Regions from separate parts of the Sus scrofa genome. Here region 2 is linked to region 1. A link is a contact called in public HiChIP or PLAC-seq data. All regions are on one chromosome and are shown on one strand. Each heading gives the region's core, a stretch centred on a gene start, on an enhancer-like site or on the middle of the called end of the contact. The rest is flanking DNA. Distances are from core to core; before and after follow the strand shown.

Evidence for each region. HiChIP or PLAC-seq counts read pairs in DNA pulled down with a chosen protein or histone mark.
Region 2: an H3K27ac HiChIP or PLAC-seq map of alveolar macrophages shows a contact between it and region 1. The contact joins the promoter of TTF1 here to the promoter of SETX in region 1. A contact is called at or near these places in 4 of 47 Hi-C or Micro-C datasets (differentiating spermatogonia, heart right ventricle, liver and 1 more) and 1 of 2 datasets of contacts at active chromatin or transcription factors (alveolar macrophages).

What each region holds. Positions count from the first base shown.
Region 1 is chr1:272,167,277-272,172,277 of Sscrofa11.1, reverse strand. It overlaps SETX (probable helicase senataxin), which reads left to right and starts at 1,422. Exons shown (of 26, transcript XM_021070661.1): 1 at 1,422-1,554; 2 at 2,499-2,613.
Region 2 is chr1:272,210,448-272,214,929 of Sscrofa11.1, reverse strand. It overlaps TTF1 (transcription termination factor 1), which reads left to right and starts at 2,426. Exons shown (of 12, transcript XM_021070753.1): 1 at 2,426-2,487.

The DNA of each region.
Region 1 (5,001 bases), core at 173-2,672:
CAATGGCCATCCAGATCCCTGTTTTTCAAAAGCATATTATTTTTGAACGGATATATACACAACTTAAAACGCAATATAGCTTCGGTTTTGTAACTCTTTGCAACGCGGGATGTGAATGTGGCTTCAACATTTCACCGGGCAGAGAAAAATCTAGAAGCGAGGAAAATAACGGTCTTGACCTCGCGCTCGGACTTCAGCCCCTGGGGTTGGTCAAGTCCCCTAACGGCTGTCCGGGCTTCCCGACCGGCCCCACCCCCTTTCTGGAACGTTCCCTCGGCAGGTGCCTTCCCCGTTCTCCCCGGCGAGCCCTCTCATTCTTCGGTTAGGGTTCTCCTCGGCGCGGTCGTCGCTGCCAGGCCTGTCCGCATCGGGCCCATCTCAGCCTCTTCTTTCCTTTAGAGCCTTGATCGGAACCAGTAATTATTTTGTTTTTCCTCTCCTCTATTAATAAAATAGGAGGCTAGTGGTGATGCCCCACCGTTAAAGTCTGTATTATGCGTTTAAAAAAAAAAAAATGGATAGGCTTTCGAGGGGGGTTTACTATCACATTCTGTATTGTTTCTTCTCCAGCGGATAGTTAATCTCTTCTTAATTTTTTTTTTTTAATCCTTTTAGGGGGCACTGGGGCATACGGAGGTTACCAGGCTAGGGGTAGAATCAGAGCTGTAGCCGCCAGCCTAGGCCACAGCAACTCGGGATCCGAGCCTTGCCTGCGACCTACACCACAGCTCACGGCAACACTAGATCCTTAACCTACTGAGCGAGGCCAGGGATGGAACCCTTAACTTCATGGTTCCTAGTCGGATTCGTTTCTGCTGTGCCATGACGGGAACTCCGGTTTTTCTTTCTTTTTTAAAACGTATCCCTTTATAAATTCTTTTTACCTTTCTGTCTCCAAAAGTATTTTTTTATTACCTAAGGCACTTTATTACATTTATAGTTGTCTAACGTAATGTATCCCTTTTCCATAATACTATATATATAGTGTGTGTGTGTATACACACATATTTTCCCCAAATTACTTGTTGATTACATATTATATTTTAGGTCTTTAAAGGAAATCTAAAGAGGAAAAAAAAAATCCCCTCCCTATCCCTTACGCCCCCTGCTGAAGCACCCGAGGCGTCGAAAACAGAAGAAAAAGGACGGAACGGGAAAAGGCAGGAGGGTAAGGCGTCCAAAGGTAGGGGCGTCGAGGCGCCGCTGATGCTTGGAGAGATCCGGGGCGGTGCAGGCAGGGCTCCCGGCTCAGCTGCAAACTCCCCCCCTCCCCTCACGGACGCTCCTGATTGGCTGGCCCGGTAGTCTGGAAGTGACGCAAGCGCCTGGCTTTCCGGCCTCCCGGCCTCCAGGCGGAGCCCGGGAGCCTCTCTTCCCACGCCCCGCCCCTTGGGGCATCAAAACAAGAGAGCGGCCGCTGGGGCGGGGCCTGGAGACGGCCGGCGCCGCGCAGGGGGCGGGGCCTGCGCTCGCGGCGCCCGTGGGTTGGGCGGTGGGGATGGAGTGCGCGCCCGCACTTCCGCCCTCCGCAGACTGCTGAGCCGAGGCATGGCGGTGGGTTGGCGGCGGGCGCGAAGCCGAGCGGGGTGAGGCGAGCGGCGGGCTCGAGGCCGCAGGCCCAGCGGGCGTGCGCGCGCGCGCGCGGGGCCGCGTGGAGTAACCGTCGCGGCGCGCGAGGCCCGTGCGGGCGGGGGAGGGGCGGCGCGGGCTGGTCTGCCTCCCTGACGAGAGGCGCGGCGCCGCCGGCGGGAGCAGCTGCGCGGCGTCCAGCCCTCTGGGGTGGGGGGCCCTCCGCTGCCTCCTACACCCCGGGCCCGGGCGCCGGCTTCCCCGTCCGCGTCCTCCGCGTGGTCTACGCGGCGGTCCCGTGTGAGCTCTCTGCGGTCTGGGCGCTGCGCCGTTTCCGCGGGAGTGGGTGGGGGTCTCGGTGTAGTAAGTACGTCTCGGCTCGACGCCCCCTCCTCCCTCTGCTCCGAAGCGCGTGCCTCTGGAGGGCTGGCCTCTCCCGAGGGGCCACCTGAGCCCTCCCTGCCCCACCTGAAGGCGGGGGAGCGCTGACAGCCAGCCGGAGGGACTTTGCCGCCCTCCCCACCTTCCGGGAGCGACGATGTGGCCCGAAAGGAAGCGGGCACGAGGCTCGAAGGGCGGAGAACGCCGGGGTCTGCCGTTTGCAGCGGTGCAGATGAGTTAGTTGCCGTCCTGGGGCTGAATGTATCTGCATGTGCTCATGGGAGTCTTCGGCAAAGTGCCCCTCTGTCCCCGAAGTGGGGACGAGGTCTCCCGTGGAACTCCTCCTCCCGGTGGCATCCGAATGGCAGTTGCACCATTCCTTCATTACTTGTAGACCTGTAGGCGAGTTGTCTTAAGTTCTCTAAGCTTGAGCCTTTTCATCAAATGAATGTATTGGGTTCTTACTTGTCAAGAGTTGATGTGAAACTCAGATAAGAGAGAGAGTATAAAAACCACTTCCTCCGATTTCTTTTGTTTTGCTTTTTCAGAAATGTCCATTTGGGGCCAGAGTCTGGGTATATATGAATGTAAATCTTCACCCAGTGTCAGATAAGCCCAGGGATCTGACTACAAGGACAACTTCTCTGTAGGCTATTACCGCAGGTAATTATTATTATTATTATTTTGTCTTTTTGCAAATTCTTGGGCCGCTCCCACAGCATATGGAGGTTCCCAGGCTAGGGGTCGAATCAGAGCTGTAGCCACCGGCCTACACTAGAGCCACAGCAACGCGGGGTCCGAGCTGCATCTGCGACCTACACCACAGCTCATGGCAACGCCGGATCCTTAACCCACTGAGCAAGGGCAGAGATTGAACCCGAACCCGAAACCTCATGGTTCCTAGTCGGATTCCTTAACCACTGAGCCAGGACGGGAACTCCAGGTAATTAATTTTTAAATAAACATTTAAGATGTTTTTTCAGTCACTTCATACATACACAAAACTGATCCTTGCTCCCTAGTAGACTCAGAATTGCAGAGAACTTAGCAGGTAGGTGGGAGACAGAAAAGTAAACAGCTCAGCCCACGTGGTAAATGCAGTAATAGAATTGTACAGAGTCCTGAGGGGCTGGAGAAGAAGCTTCTCAAAGACTGGGTGGAAGGGAGGGGCTGAGTCGGACAAGCCCTCAGGCCTGAAGGTGTTTGTGGGTTGCACATAGGAAGTTCTTAAATCTGGCTTTGTTGTCAAAATCACTGGTGGAGTTATTTTAAAATGAATCTGAATTTTATCAGTAGTATCTCACCGTCTCCTTTTTTTTTTCCCCTCCCCAAGTTCCTTTGGTGAGTCTCTTATGCATCCAGGGTTAAAAGACAGGCAGATATGAAGGGTGGGTGTTCAAGGCAGGTGGAAGGGCTTCCATAAAGGCAGGCAATGCCAAACACTAGGAAGCATTTTAGGAAGAGCGGGTAAGGGGGAATGGCAAGAGATTATGCTGAAGCCAGGTCACGGAGGGTCATAGATGATGCTTAAGCCAGGTCGTGGTGAGCTCAAACATTTTAATTAGAGCCACAGCAGTGTTAATGCCAAGTTCTTCACCGCCAGGCTACCAGGGAACTCCTCAAACATTTAAATTTTATCCCCCAAATGTCGAGGAGTCATTTATGCTTTCAAAGTCCAGTTTTTGCTTTGGCCTTTGGCAGCATTTTGGAGAAGGAATTGGTGGTGGATCCAGCAAAAGGCATTTAGGTTTTCTCTGTAATCCAAATAATGAAGTGTATTCAACTACGGCAGTGGCAGTCTCACTTAAGAGTAAAATACAGACGTGACGAAGGTGGGAGACTCTGGAAGTCAGAGATGGGGGCTGAGGGAGGAGAGTGCAGCGTAATTCACAGGTTTCTGGTTTGGAAACTGCAGGCAGGGTGCTGTTGAGGGTACAGAGCTTACAGGGCAGGTACTAGATGTACGGGAAAGAGCCTGGTCTGGTCTGCTTCTGTTTGCTTTGAGGCACCTGTCAGGTGAGTGGAGAGTCACTCTGCGGTTGGGTATGGGGCACAGTTGTCCCTGCAACCTTTGGGTATTGCAGCCTTGGATACAGAGGGCCGACTGTGTTCGTTGTGTTACACGATTTTATGTGAGGGACTTGAGCATATGCAGATTTTGATATCCGGGGCTGTTCTGGAACCAATCCCCTGTGGATATGGAATGGACGGCTATATCTCTGTGGAATTCTGGGCTAGGCGGCCTTTTACTGAGTAGCTGAAACGTAGGTAAGCATCGCATTTAGAGTTCTACATACATTCTCAGGCTTTGGGAAGCTTCAGTAGGTAGTGGTTGAAGCAGTGGTTTGCATTCAGTCACCCAGAAAGAGGATGTTAAACGAAGAGGTTGGACTCCTAAGGACAAGCCTTAGGAAATTTTGACATCAAGAGGCGGGAAAAGGAAAGAGGATTATGAAGGAGATTTCAGGAAGTGAAAGGAGAATGGCGTATTGTGTTAGCTAAGGAGTACATGGTTAGTATTTTCATGTGCTTTAGAGCAGTTGAAGGACCTTTTGGATTTGGCGTTGCAGAGAGCACTAGGGACTCTGAAAACATGCTGTGAAGTGTAAGGTAGAAGCCAAAGTGCAAAGGAGGTAAAGAGGTGAATCTATTACTTTTTCAAGAAGTTCAGCTGGGAAGGGTGAAGAAGTAATTGTTGCTTTGTTTCTGGCCAGCTGTTATTTTTGTTTTTTATTTTTTTAATTATTTTTTTGTGTGTGTGTGTCATTTTGCTATTTCTTGGGCTGCTCCCACGGCATATGGAGGTTCCCAGGCTAGGGGTCCAGTCGGAGCTGTAGCTGCCAGCCTACGCCAGAGCCACAGCAACGCGGGATCCGAGCCGCGTCTGCAACCTACACCACAGCTCACGGCAACGCCGGATCGTTAACCCACTGAGCAGGGGCAGGGACCGAACCCCCAACCTCATGGTTCCTAGTCGGATTCGTTAACCACTGCGCCACGAAGGGAACTCCTAATTAATTTTTTTTTTAGGGCTGCATCTGTGGCATATGG
Region 2 (4,482 bases), core at 1,177-3,676, 42 kb before region 1:
TTTTTTTTAAACATCTGTGCAACTGGTGCCATTTATAATTTTGTTTTTGTCTTTTTAGGACCACACCCGCGGCATATGGAGGTTCCCAGGCTAGGGGTCGAATCAGAGCTACAGCTGCTGGCCTACGCCACAGCCATAGTAACACAGGATCCTTAATCCACTGAGCAATGCCAGGGATCAAACCCACAACCTTATGGTTCCCAGTTGGATTCATTTCTGCTGTGCCACAGTGGGAACTCCTCAGTTAAAATTATTTATTTATTTATTTATTTATTTTTGTTTTTTTGCTATTTCTTGGGCCACTCCCGCGGCATATAGAGATTCCCAGGCTAGGGGTCTAATTGGAGCTGTAGCCACTAGCCTATGCCACAGCCACAGCAACGCGGGATCCGAGCCACGTCTGCAACCTACACCACAGTTCATGGCAACACCGGATCGTTAACCCACTGAGCAAGGCCAGGGACCGAACCTGCAACCTCATGGTTCCTAGTCGGATTTGTTAACCACTGCGCCACGACGGGAACTCCGTCAATTAAAATTTTTTAAATAGGGAGTTCCCGTCGTGGCTCAGCAGTTAACAAATCTGACTAGCATCCATGAAGACGAAGGTTTGAACCCTGGCCCTGCTCAGTGGGTTAAGGATCTGGCATTGCCTTGAGCTGTGGTGTAGGTTGGAGACGCAGCTCGAATCCCACGTTGCTGTGGCTGTGGTGTTGGCTGGCAGCTACAGGTCCGATTTAGTCCCTAGTCTGGGAACCTCCATATGCTGTGGGTGTGGCCCTAAAAAGCAATAAAATCAAATAAATAAAACTTTGAATAAAAAAATGTACAAATATCCATAAGGCCCTGGGGAAGGGGTTCACCACAGAGCAATCTGCACAGACAACAAACTAGCACTTCAAAGCCTTACATACCAACAGTGGACAACACCAGCACTAAATTTCCCAAGGAAACCAGGCAGACTTGCATCTGCTCATCCAAGAGCAGCCCTTGGGTGGTGACGTGTGTGTGTGTGTGTGTGTGTGTGTGTGTGTGTGTGTGTGTGTGTGTGTGTGTGTGTCTTATGTATGCTTATGGCTTATCTAGCTGCTTCAATTCCAGACTTCCACAGAAATACAGGTTGTGCACTTTTTTTTTTTTTTTTTGTCTTTTTGTCTTTTGTTGTTGTTGTTGTTGCTATTTCTTGGGCCGCTCCTGCGGCATATGGAGGTTCCCAGGCTAGGGGTCGAATCGGAGCTGCAGCCACCGGCCTACACCAGAGCCACAGCAACGCGGGATCCGAGCCGCGTCTGCAACCTACACCACAGCTCACGGCAACGCCGGATCGTTAACCCACTGAGCAAGGGCAGGGACCGAACCCGCAACCTCATGGTTCCTAGTCGGATTCGTTAACCACTGCGCCACGACGGGAACTCCTGTGCACTTTTTAATTAAAGATGCTTGGCAGCTCACACAGAGGGAGCCAGATGGTATAGAGCAAGGAGCAGGATACTGGAGTAGATCCCAAGTTTGAATCCTAGCTGGAGCCGCACAAGTCCCCTGGGACAAGTTACATGAAGCCCTAGTTTTCTTACACACAAGGCAAGGCTGACACTACCTAATAAAGATTCCTGAAACATGGGGTTGTTATTGGATTAAATGAGAACTCTTGTTGGTGTGATTATGTTTACTATGCAATAATGCTAAAAGTTTGAGTGGCATGGACTGGACTGGACTTAACGGCCTGCTTACAGCTTTACTTTCAGTCATAAGCTCAGTTTCTTCAGGACTCAGTGGAAATGGGAGACTCAGGATAGATCTTCAAGGCTTCTTTAGCTCTACCCATTTAACCTTGCACCGGCTGACCTCACCTACTGCCCTGCCCCTCATTCACTGTGCTCGGCCACCCTGGCCTTCTTTCCGTTCCTCCAACAACCAAGTTCAGGTCCTCTCTATTTGCTCCCAGCCTGGAACACTCTTCCCTGTAGATTTTTTCCCACCCTCTTCATTTGGAAAAACTCACATGTCACTTGTCCAAGAGCCTTCCCTACTATCCAGCTTAGCACTCACTGTCGCGTCTTTCTCCATCACATTACCCTGTTCCATTTTCCTTGTATGATAATGTTAAATTCTTTTTATGTGTTTGTTCTTCGTCTTCCTCGGGTTAACCACCCCGTTCACCCCTCGACTATGAACGGAACTCAGCCAAAAAACAAACAAAACAAAAAACAACCTGTTGAATAAACGGAATGCAAGCATGATGTAGCAAGTCAATGGAGGGGCTCTGTCCCACTCTCTTATTTTTAGGTCTTGCTCTATTCCACCCCGCAAGACCCCAGAAACAAAACCGGGAGAAAGCAGCGCGGGAGTCACAGCCTGGGGGCCTACGTGCTGCTGCGACAGCGCGATGCCGGACGGGGGCGGGGCCCGGAAGTGACGCACAACTACTTCCGCTTCTACAACCCCGGCACTTCCGGATTGGAAGGCAGGCGAGGACGCGTTCGGACGGTAGGTGAAAGCGATTTTTACTTGTTCCGGGTTTTTTTTTCCCCCGGGCTCGTCTGTAAAGCGAGCGGCGTGTGGCTGCTGTCATCGCGCGGGGGACCCGCCTTTGGCCCAGGGCCCCAGGGATGGGGTCGCAGCCGCTCCAGGCCCTTCCACACGGGAACCAAGGCCGGGGTCGAGAGTCGGCCGCTCGTTGGTTCCTCCCTCTCAGCTCCGGAACGCCCACCCCGGAGCGGAGCAAGGTCTCGCTGGCACCGCAAAGCGGGGACGGAATCCGGGACCAGGCTTGGGCACGTCCCTTCAGGCGGGAAGTGGTGTGTTCAGAATAAGTGGGGAGGTAACCATTTGGGAGCCAGATGGAGAGGAAGATCCCAGTCGTTAGGAGGCGGGTTAGGTCACAACCGAGCGAAGTGCAGTCGGAAAGCAGCCAGAGTATTGAGAAACGCTGCCGAACCGGGAGGCGGGACTCAGTTAAGGGATTAGAGGACGTGATGGCCAAACTTAAACCAGTTATAGCTCAGAAAGGTAACGTGGAGGGAAAGCATTCTTGGGAGGATGAGATGCTGTTGCAAAGTCCCTGAGAACGAAAAGGAGGGCCGTGCTGTATTCTGAGAACAGAAGGAAGGCAGGATGTCTGCAACCCAGAGACATGAGAAGTGGAGAGGTGGACATGGACCAGACTAGCTCATGAAGAGCGTGGTAGGTCTGTAAGGATTTGGGATTTTATCTTAAAAATAAGAGGGAAACTAAGAAGTTTTTAGTGGGGAGTGATGGTATATTTAAAAGATTGAGCTCATTTCAAGAAATCAGAAGGAGAAGCTACGGGGGTATTTACAAAAAGGAAAGAAACTGATGGAAAGTAAAAGAATATTTGAAGGAATTGTCTGCTCTGTTCATTGTTATTAGGAGATCCTGGAAGATGAGCCAGGAAAGTGTCTCTTGAATTTAATCTCTTGAAGGTCATAGGCTTTTTTTTTTTTTTTTTTAATCTTTTTTTGGCATTTCTTGGGCCGCTCCCGCGGCATATGGAGGTTTCCAGGCTAGGGGTCGAATCGGAGCTGCAGCCACTGGCCTATGCCAGGGCCACAGCAACGAGGGATCCGAGCCACGTCTGCAACCTACACCACAGCTCATGGCAGTGCCAGATCCTTAACCCACTGAGCAAGGGCAGGGATCGAACCCGCAACCTCATGGTTCCTAGTTGGATTCGTTAACCACTGCGCCACAAGAGGAACTCCAGGTCATAGGCATTTTTTACCAGAGCAGTCTTGGAGGAGTAACAGGGATGAAATCTGCAAAGAAGTGGGTTAAGAAGTGGTTGGGGAGTTCTCATTGTGGCTCAGGGGTAAGGAACCCAACTAGATGCTTGAGGACGTGGGTTCGATCCCTTGCTTCACTCAGGCATTGCCATGAGCTGTGGTATAGGTCGGTAGGTCGCAGACACAGCTCCGATCCCGGGTTGCTGTGGCTCTGGTGTTGGCCGGCAGCTACAGCTCTCATTTGACTCCTGGACTGGGAATTTCCATATGCCAGGAGTGTGGCCCTAAAAAGAAAAAGAGAAGAAGTGGTTGGAAGGCAAAGACATGGAGAGAGGAATGTCTCTCTTAAGAAATTTTGTTGTGAAGGGAGGAAAGAGAATAGCTAGATGGGACTTTAGGGTTAGAGGGTGGTAGCATCTTGAAGTTAGAAGAGTCTAGAGATTGTTGGAGGCGTTCCCACTGTGGCCTAGTAGGTTAGGAATCCGACTGCAGCCACTCAGGTCATTGCAAAGTCATGGGTTCCATCCCCAGCCTGGCACAGTGTGTTAAAGGATCCGGCACTGCCGCAACTGTGGCCTATGTCCCTGGCCTGGGAACTTCCATCTGCTGTGAGTGTGGCGAAAGAAAGAAAGAAAGAAAGAAATGTTGGCATGCTGCTAGAAGGGAGCCAGTGCAGAAGGGAGAGGCAGAAGATACAGGAGAGAGTTGGGTTACCCATGGATCACCGTCTCTCTGAGAA